2 separate regions of the Sus scrofa genome follow, and region 1 is linked to region 2. Evidence: chromatin contacts called from public Hi-C data. All regions are on one chromosome and are shown on one strand. Each heading gives the region's core, a stretch centred on a gene start, on an enhancer-like site or on the middle of the called end of the contact. The rest is flanking DNA. Distances are from core to core; before and after follow the strand shown. Region 1 holds the start of IGFBP7 (insulin like growth factor binding protein 7). Region 2 holds the start of LOC100626988 (nitric oxide-associated protein 1).

Region 1 (5,141 bases), core at 2,019-4,518, 270 kb after region 2:
CACCAAGTGGCTTTAAGGTGGCCCCAAAGGTATGAGCAAAGAGGACTCTTACGAGTGCATTTTCATTCCACAAGTAAAATTACTTCTGCGGGAGAGGAGGGGACAGGATGCAAAGGGACCAGGGGACTGCCAAGGAACTCAGATGTAAAGGAACGGAGCAAAAGGGGGCCAAGAACTAAATAAAGGAGCGCCTCGATCTCTTCCAACCCCTGAGAGAACGTCATGCCACATCCTGACGTCGCCATGACCTTTTCATTAAACTGGATTTTCAAATCCCCTCTTCCAGTTACTCATTTCTTTGGGGACCTAAGATTCAATGGCAATAAATTCATGATGACAGTCTTAAGATTTGAGATTATTAGGTCATTACCTTTCAGATAGAGCTTTTTAAAAGACAGATTTGCCTCTTATCACAGAGGCACAGAAAACAAGCATGGATAAGCACAGATAAACAAGATGGATAAGCAGTGATCTCAGAAAAGACAGGACTGGGAAGAGACGGGGGTGTCCAGGGCTCTAGGAAAGGTGCTCTGAGAGGTGGCTTTGTAACTTGCATGGATACTTTTTTTTTTTTTTTTTGCTGCACCCACTGCATGTGGAAGTTTCCACGCCAGGAATCGAACCTGTGCCACAGCAGCAACAATGCTGGCTCCTTAATCCACTCCACCACTCCCTGTATGTATACTTTCTTTACTAGCAAGACCAGACAGGCTTTGTGCATTCTCGGCTGTACAGCATCTGGCACGGAGCTGACACACGTCAGATGCTCAATCAACACAGGGTAAGTGAGACCAACAGAGATGCCCCCCCCATACTTGAGGCAGTGTAACTCAAGTTTCCCGAGGGTGGAAATGGCTGGAAGAAGCCAGAAAATTCATTTCCTACGCTGTGCAAAGGATTGGGAAGCGATTGGGAGTGTCTAAATAGCACAGAAGTTAAGTACTCTGATGGGTTTGCTTCTATAATTGTCAAAACACATCCAGGAGTCAGGAAAACTATTTGAGGAGATCTGGCTTTAGGCCCACTTGCCTCAGCTGTGGAAAAGTACTCTGGAGAACCTCGTATTCTGTGCTGCCCTCGCTGGCAGGCGTTCTCCTATAAATGCTCCCAGGCCCTATCCAGTAACTCTAAATTTAGGTTAGGAAGAAAAGACTAATTCACGACAAGGTTTCCAATTTTAGATACTATTTCTCTTAACATTTTCCCAAACATAAAGAAAAACTAGGTCTGCACCCTCCTAGGGACTGCATCCTGGGAGACGCTGGGGATTCGGATTTACATACTAATGAGCTTCTATGACTAGTTCCATGTGACCATCAGTCTCAGTATTTTATGACTGCACATCAGGGATGTAAATAGCATGAGAGAAGATGGATAAAACTAGCTACAGGCTAGAACTGACAACAATACTTAACTAATAACCAAGCCAACCTGTTCTGCTAAAGCAAGTTCCAGTGATTGGGAAAGACAACGGGGAAAATTCCCGTGGAATGTGTAAGAAAAACATCAACATTTGGAGTGAATTCTTAAACTATGCACATTTCTCTTTTCATGGTATGACTGATAAAGTAGATCAAAAGGAGCACATGATGGTTTCTGTTGGAAGAGTACGTGGATTATTTTGGATTGCGACTTTCTAAATTTAAAGCAGTGATAATATAGTTAACATAAGTCGCTTACACTATTTAAGGCTTTCAATAGTAAACTCTGAAGTCAGTGACAGAGGACCTATAAGCCATTGGACTTCTGGGAAGAACTCTAAAAAAAACCCACAATTATTTGGAAAGCTTGGAGAGAGCCTGAGTGTGTCAAAGAAGCAACTGCTTCTGTCATTTCAGAACTGTCTCCTCTCTCCCTTTTCCACCCTGGCTGGGACCAGGGCCAGGAGCAGGACTGCCAAGGCTGGATTTCTAACTTTCCCTTGAAACTGCTGCCGATGGAAAATGTTATTTCAGACATTAGAATTACAAGCTTGGATTTTGTTTTGTTTTGTTTTTTGTTTGTTTTCGCAAGTCCAGACTCTCTTTATTTTCCTCTTTCATTTATGGCAAGCTTGGACTTGTTTGGAATAAAATAAACGATCAAACATAACCTCAAAGGCATTCCTGCTGAACAGTGCATCCTGGGGAGAAATTACGCAAAAAAGGAACAAGAAAGTAAAACAAAATGGTCATAAAGTTCGAAACATAAACATCACAAAAAACAGTTCTTCAAAGAGTTTGTATTTTTTTTTTTGCCCACAAATAATTAACTAGTTAGATTACTGTTTGAGAATCTCTAACTTCCAGTAAGTGAATTGCTTCCCTTAACATTAGGAAACCAGGACGCCCAATTTTTAAAATTCCTACAATCTAGCCAAGCAAACGCGGGATAAACAACTTCTCTCTGAAAATCCTCCTGTATTTCACCAAACTTCTTTCCCCTATCTCCTGGCTCCATCTCTACACCCAAGCCAAGAAAGAATCATTCGAAAATGGCATCTCCGCATCCCCAACAGAACAGAGGCACCTTCTGGGAGTCGATCTGCCAGCTGAGCTGGGTGAGCTCTGGGGGAGGGAGAGTCTGCGGCATCAGGAAAAACTTTTTTCCTTCTCTGTCTCCAGTCGCCCCGCAAAGCTCTCTTTCCTGACGCACGCCCCAAACCCTCCAAAGAGAAGCCTCGGAAAAGAGAAGGGGAGGGTCACCCACCCTCCCGGCATCCCGCCCCGAGTCCAGGGATGCGCGCGCGGAGCCGTGGGAACCGGCCGTGCTCACCTTGCTCGCAGGTGCCCTTGCTGACCTGGGTGACGGCTTTCTCCCCGCGGCTCTCGGCCCTCAGGCTGGCGGCGCGCAGCTGGCAGCCGCTGGGGTAGGTGACGCCGTCGCTGCCGCACACCGGGTAGCGGCTCTTGCACACGCACACACCGCTTACGCCCGGGCCGCCGGCTGCTGCGCCCGCTTTACCCTTCCGCCTCTTGCGGCTCTTCACGCACTCCATGCCCGGCGCGCAGTGCCCCCTGCCGGCGCCGCCGCCCCCGCACGGCTCGCCCTCGCCGCGCGCGCACACCGGGCAGCAGCCGCACGCGTCGCGGGTCTCGCCCAGCGGGCAGCCCCGCGGGGGCAGGGGCGGGCAGGTGGCCGGCTCGCAGGGGCCGCAGGCGTCCGAAGAGGAGGAAGAGGAGAGGGGCAGCAGCAGGAGCAGCAGCCCGGCGGCGCCCAGCAGCAGGGCGGGCAGCGGCGGCCGCTCCATAACGGGGCGCGGGGCTCAGGGCGGCAGCCGGAGCGCGATTGAGCGGCAGCCTGCGGGCCTGCCTTTTAAGCCCTGCGCCCCGCCCAGCGGCGGGAGCCACACCCCGCGGCGCCTGAGCCCGCACCGCCTCTCCCACGCCCACGCCGCCCTCCCGGATCGCGGGCTCCCGCGCGCCCCTGCTGGCCGCGGGCGGGCATCAGCGGCCGGGCGTCTCAGCCGCTGGGATAGGCGCCCCTTTGGCTGCGGAGGGTGCGCCCCAGCCCTTCCAGGGTCGCCCGCAGTGACAGCAGCCCCTCATGATCTGGTCCCTGACTCTCACAGTCCCGCTAGTCCTAGTTTTTGTCTTTTCTTTGTCTCTTTATGGCCGCACTTGTGGCATATGGAAGTTTCCAGGCTAGGGATCCGATGGGAGCTGCAGCTGCGGGCCTAGGCTATAGATGTGGCAACATGGGATCCTTAATCCACTGAGTCCAGAGATCCAACCCGAGTCCTCATGGATAGTTGTTCAACCCGCTGAGCCACAACGGGAACTCCCGGATATACCCACTTCTCAACAACAGCAAAGTTGAGATGACCCCCTATTTAATCCATTATAGTCGGGGGTGGGGGTGGGGGTCTGGGAGGCCCGAGTACTGAGCACTCTGTTAAAAGAGTTTTGGAAGCTCCATTAAGAATAACGGGCTTTTCAACACCCACGTGAGGGTTTCGTGTCTGCATTGGCCACAGGCCCAGGGTGTCTTGGGTGCGGAGCCGAAAGGACAGGTCTTTGCCAAGCACTCCTATTTTCCAAGTACTCCTATTTTCGCGACCTCGTAACTGCCTCCTCCCGTGTGCTTTCTTATGCCAAGTCAGCTTGTAAGTAGGAGCACTGGAATTCCCTCCAGAGCTGGCAGGTCTTCAGTCCCAGTACACAGTACTGGGCCTCCATCAGACCCCTCTGGAGAACTGAGCACAGCTGGGGGTGCCACTGAGGCCCCTCAAGCGCCTCGATCTTCATCAATCATCCCCGTCAAAGCCTTTTTTTTTTTTTTTTGGTCCAAGAAAAAAGGCTCTTTAAATCCCTCTTATCCAAGCGTTTAGGTTGTTTCTTCTTTTTTCTTTTCTTCTTCTTCTCCTTTTTTTTTTTTTTTTAATGTCCTCACCCGCAGCACATGGAAGTTCCTGGGCCAGGGATTGAATCTGAGCTTCAGCTGCAAACTACACCAACAGCTGTGGCCACATCGGATCTTTTAACCCTTTAACCCTTTAACCCTTTATCCTTGGGCCCTTATGGGGAATGAACTTGAACCTCCGTAGTGACCCAGAGCTGCTGCAGAGGGATTCTTAACTCACTGTGCCAGAGCCAGAACTCCGTCCATTTTTATTAAACATATGACACTGTAGTGTGCATCATTATGCACATGGAATTTTAGTTCTTTGAGGTTTTTTTTTTTTTTTTTTTTTTTGCTTTTCAAGGCCACACCCAGCATATGGGAGTTCCCAGGCTAGGGATCCAATCAGAGCTGCAGCTGCCAGCCTACACCACAGCTCACAGCAACCCAATGAATGCTTAACCCACTGAATGAGTCCAGGGATCATGGACCCCTATCTTCATGGATACTAGTTGGATTCGTTTCCTCTGAGCCACCACAGGAACTCCCCGAGTTCTTTTTCCTTAGCACAAATGCAAGAATTTATAGGATCATTAACTCAGTTGTGGTTCACAATGCCACCAGCAATGGATGGATGTCACTCTCACCAGAGTCTTCCTAGGATAATTATTGTAAATCTTTTTGAAAATTAAATAGTTATAGAATTCAGAGAATAAAAAAGCAGGCACCCTCTTATCTAGAAGAGCTAGCACTGATTCTTTGGCCTCTCCTTAGCATATTCTAGAAAAGTGGCACATGTTAAAGGTCACGTGTTGACATGA
Region 2 (4,978 bases), core at 20-2,519:
GAGCGACCCGGAGCTACAGCTCCGATTCAACCCCTCGCCTAGGAACTTGCATATACTGCGGGTGCGGCCCTAAAAAAGAGACGGAACTTATATTCTACAATGAAAAATCTGCTAAACCAGCACATTACAAGACAATTAAACAAACCAAAAAACCCTCAAAAAACGCTGGGACATGCTGAAGAAAATGGACTTGCCAGCGTTTGTGGCATCAACCAGGTAGACGTCGCCGCGGTAGCGCCAGGAGCGCTGGAGCGCGGAGATCAACTTTTTGACTCCATAGCCAGTCTTGGCGCTGATGAGCCGCACGTCCTTAAGCACCGCATGGGACCTGGCCGAGTGGTTCGCCTTATCCGCCCGGTCCCGCGGCTGCTTCCGGCCGGGGTGTTGGGACCTCCGGGAGCCAAGAGGCAGGAGACCGACGCGGGGGCAGTCGTCCCACAGCCGCTCCCGGATGCGCTGCCGGTATCCGGGGGCGTCCTGGGGCAGCAGGTCCACCTTGTTCCCCAGCACGATCAGCGCTTGGGGCCCACGAGCGCGGGCACGTTGGGCAGCAGGGCGTCGGGCAGATCAAGCAGGTCCACCTTGTACAGCACCAGCGCGGACTCCAGCCGCCGCAAGCGCAGGGCGCGCCGGTGGTGCACCAGCAGACAGCAGCGCTGGCACACTGTCCGCGCCAGCCCGCCCTTCGCCTGCGCCGCCGCGCGGAGGAACTTCTCGCTGGGCAGGTAGCCGGGCACGCCGGGGTCCTGGCGGTACAGCTCCGCCCCGCATCCCGAACAGTTCAGGCCGCTGGGTGCCACCGTCGGGTCCGGGTGCCCCACGACCGGCTGCGCCCGCTGCACCCGCCGAGCGGCCCGGAGCTTCTGCTGGCGCCGCTCCTCCCGCCGCTGCTGCATCTGTCGTTCGTTCTCTTCTTGCCGCTGCTGCACCTCTCGTAGCTGGTCTTGGCGGGTCGGTGCGGGCTCCGGCTCCGGGATGTACTTGGGGAACAGAAAACTCTCCTCTCTTCGCTGACCCCAGTCTCAGTCTGGCACGGAGGACGCCCACGGCCCAGGCCCCACGAGTGCTGGGATGAGAGGCTGACCACTCATCTCCTATCCAGGAGCGCGTCCCGGAGCCAAAGGCGCGCGGCCGTGGGAGAGGCTCCCTGCAGGAGGCCACACGGCAGCCTAGGAGCAAGGGTGGCAAGGGGCGGACCACCCCTTCGCGCGCGCACTGCGGCCCCAGCTGCGCGGTAAACGAGAAAAAGCCTGGGACGACCAGAGAGTTGTCATTGGTCAGCGTCGCCCTTCGGCTCCTCCTCCCTGGTCTCATCTCGTGAGATCTCGCGATGAAGCCTCTGATGCCGAGAACCCACCTAAAGCGAAGCTAAAGGCTTTGTAGGTGCGGGCTCCGCTGGGTTGGCCAGTTTGGGCAGCCAGTGAAGCTTTGCCTACTTCCGGGCTTCTTCAGCGCGCTGCCGCTGGTACTGTCTGCAGCTCGGAAATCTCATTTCTTCCTGTTTTTTGGCTATGTAACTGGCAAATATATAACACCTAAGGCCGTAAAATTATAACCACAAAGCCTTTTGTGATACATCCACTTGGGTTTTTTTCAGGTGTCATTATTAGTGGAATATTAAAAAAAACTTTATTATCTGGTTCCAAGACTGAGCGTAGCCGTAGTCATGTCTTCTGACCAGAGAAGTCTGAACCCACGATTTGCGCATGTGCAATTCTGGACGTTAGCAAATGCTTCACTCTTCGCGCAGGCGCACACAGTATGCGGCAGCCTCTTGGGCAGTGCAGGCCTGGGACGCAGGCGCAGACCTTAAGCGCCGTCCCCGTGGGCGGTGCTGGCTTGGAGCGCAAGCGCAGACCTTACTAGGCGCCCCCATGGGCGGTGCTGGCTTGGTACGCTAGCGCAGATCTTACGGGGAGTCTTAGTGGGCGGTGCTGGCGTGAGGTACAGGAAGTTTTGGGACCCCCAGACTGGGTTCATTTGTGTGGTGCTCAGGTCGTCGGTGGTCTTTTCTCCCTGTGCTTTTTTGGGTTCGCGTCTTGTGACCCACTTGTGGGTTTGTGTGACGCAGACGAGGGTAGGTGGCCCCTCAGAAACACCGCGGCGACCCGCTCGAGGGGGAAACGTGGGAGCCGGGCGAGTCGAGGGTTTGTGGCCTTCTCACCCGCCCGCCGCGCAGGGTCCCCAGGCGTTCCCCCCTCCGCCTTCCCCGGGCCGGGGACGAACCAGGGATTTGGAAGGTGGACCGGCGGGGAGCGCAGCATTTATGACATTTGTTGTCTCCACTGGCTGCTTCTGGATAAGTGACACCTCCCCGTTTTGGAAGAGCGGCCCCCCATGCGACCAGTACCGGTGTTTGGGGTTCATCTGAAGCAAAGGGCTCCTCGATTTCCCTTAAGGTCAGAGGTAGTGGATTTATTGAATAGTCGAATGTTTGAACGTCAGCTTGTGCCGGGCGATGTGCTAGGCTCTGCAAATACAGCTGGTGCAGAGAATACAGGGTGGGAGGGGGGATTGGGCTTGTTTGGCGTCCTTCACTCTGCTTTCCGCTTAAGTAAATTATCTTGAGAGATGACTTTTACATCTCCGTTTTCCACAAGGTGACACAGTTCTAGGAGGTGGTGTTTGCTTATTGAATAGGGCCAGTATCTTTTTTTTTACATGTATAATTTTTTACATGTAGAATTCCATATTTTCATTTTTTTTTTTCGGCTTTTGTCTTTTTAGGGCCACACCCACGGCACATGGAGGTTCTCAGGCTGGGGGTCTAATCGGAGCTACAGCCGCCAGCCTGTGCCGCAGCAACAGCAACGCCAGATCCAAGCTGTGTCTTCGACCTACATACACCACGGCATCGCCGGATCCTTAACCCGCTGTTGGAGACCAGGGATCGAACCCTCAACCTCATGGTTCCTAGTTAGATTCGTTTCCACTGTGCCAGGAGGGGAACTCCTACCTTAACTTTTGAGTTAAGCTCTAAAGTATATTCTTATGGCTCACAGGCTAGAAAATTTAAAAATGCAAACTGTCCACCATCTCTCTGTCTGCAGTGAGCCCTTTCCACTTAGATTCTTAGCTGTCCATATACTTTCCTTATGCTCAGACAAATCGCCATGGTGTTCTACCCCACCCCGGGCCAAATGGCACTGCTCTGTAACTGTTGCCTGTGGGATCTGTTTCCAGGTGGTGAAAGTGCCAGGTTCTAACCACTCTTCTACACGTTTATTTTTTGCTTTATACATCTACATCCAGGAGGTTTTCCTATCAGTAGGGAGAGAGCATCCTACTTTTTCTGCAGCTGCCTAGTTTGTGTGGATATACCATAACTTCATTTGTGTCTCGATGGATAGTTGGGTTATTTCCAGTCTTTTTCTGCTTCAAACAATGTTCTAATGAGTAACCCTGTACATGCCACTTTGTCCAGTAGGAGTGTATCTGTAGGATGAATTTTTAGGTATAGGATTGTCAGGTCAGATGATGTGCACATTATACAAAATACTGATACGTTGCTGAATGGTGCCAAGTGACCACCTTGGTGATTGTGCTGATTTATATTCTCATTAACGATGTATAATAATTGTGTGGGAAAGGCTAATGTTATTGTGGTTATCAGCCTGCTCCAGCATGGAGTCTCCTGTGTCCTTTAATATCAGATAAGCCCTCCTCAGTACCTTCTTTCAGCTGGCTTTTTTTATGAGGAATATTAGATCTTTTTGTCCTGAGGAAAACAAGCTGAATGTTTTATTATTTGCTTTTTCCTCCAGTATTTTCAGAAAATGAGTGACTTCTCAGTGGATAAATCAGAAGGACGTTTTTCAAAGCTTATTTCAACCCTCTGGTCATCAACATAGTTGACGCCTTGACTGTGGACACTAACGCTTTTCATCTGCTCCATCACTCTCCCGTAATTCTTCCTGCCTGTGTGAATTCCTGCTCATTCTGGTCTGCTGTTGGAGTTACCCCTGGGAGATTTCATCCATTTTCCGTGGCTTCAGTTACCGTCTGTAGGTGGGAAACTTCAGGGTACAGTTAGCCCTCTATCTCTGGGTTCTGCACTTGGAGAGTCAACTAGCCTCAGGTGGAGGGTATGTGGGGGAAAAAATTACGGAAAGTTCCAGAAGGAAAACTTGAATTTGCCTTTTACTGACAACTGTTTAAGGACGTGCCTTGTTTTATTTCACTCCTCTTGATGTGTTTCATGATATTGCATTTTATGCAAATTTAGGTTTATGGCAAACTTGCACTAAGTCTATGCCATTTTTTAAACAGCATTTGTTCACTTGATGTCTCTGTCACATTTTGGTAATTCTCACAATATTTCGAACTTTTAAAAATTATATTTGTTATGGTGATCTGTGATCAGGGATCTTTGATTTTACTAGTATGAGTCACCAAAGGCTTATATGATGGTTAGTATTTTTAGCAAAACATTTTTTATTTGAGGTGTGTATCTTGGTTTTTGTTTGTATGTTTCTTTTTTAGGGCCACACCTGCGGCATTTGGAGGTTCCCAGGCTAGGGATCGAGTTGGAGCTGCAGCTGCCGGCCTACACCACAGCCACAGTTACTTGGGATCTAAGCCATGTCTGTGACATACACCATAGCTCACGGCAGTGCTGGATCCCTGAGCCACTGAACAAGGCCAGGGATTGAAACTGCAACCTCGTGGTTTAGTTGGATTCATTTCCACTGTGCCACAGTGGGAACTCTGTGTATACCTTGTTTTTTAGACGTAATGGTGCTATGCACTTAATAGACTACAGTGTAGTGTAAACACAATTCTTTTTTTTTTTTTTTTTTGTCTTTTTGCCATTTCTTGGGCCACTCCCTTGGCATATGGAGGTTCCCAGGCTAGGGGCCTAATTGGAGCTGTAGCCACCGGCTTCCGCCAGAGCCACAGCAACTCGGGATCCGAGCCACGTCTGCCACCTACAGCACAGCTCACGGCAACACCGGATCCTTAACCTACTGAGCAAGGC

The links. Hi-C and Micro-C count contacts between places; a contact is called where the count stands out from the background.
Region 1: a contact with region 2 is called in a Hi-C map of liver, with 5 times the contacts expected there. The contact joins the promoter of IGFBP7 here to the promoter of LOC100626988 in region 2. A contact is called at or near these places in 4 of 47 Hi-C or Micro-C datasets (embryonic fibroblasts, heart right ventricle, liver and 1 more).

Annotation. Positions count from the first base shown.
Region 1 is chr8:56,354,554-56,359,694 of Sscrofa11.1, forward strand. It overlaps IGFBP7 (insulin like growth factor binding protein 7), which reads right to left and starts at 3,269. Exons shown (of 5, transcript NM_001163801.1): 1 at 2,755-3,269. The coding sequence starts at 3,229.
Region 2 is chr8:56,082,613-56,087,590 of Sscrofa11.1, forward strand. LOC100626988 (nitric oxide-associated protein 1) reads right to left here and starts at 1,270. Exons shown (of 4, transcript XM_013978717.2): 1 at 1,021-1,270; 2 at 521-1,018; 3 at 1-518. The coding sequence starts at 1,270. The coding sequence ends at 136. All of the region lies in intron 1 of LOC100621006 (RE1-silencing transcription factor-like), which reads left to right.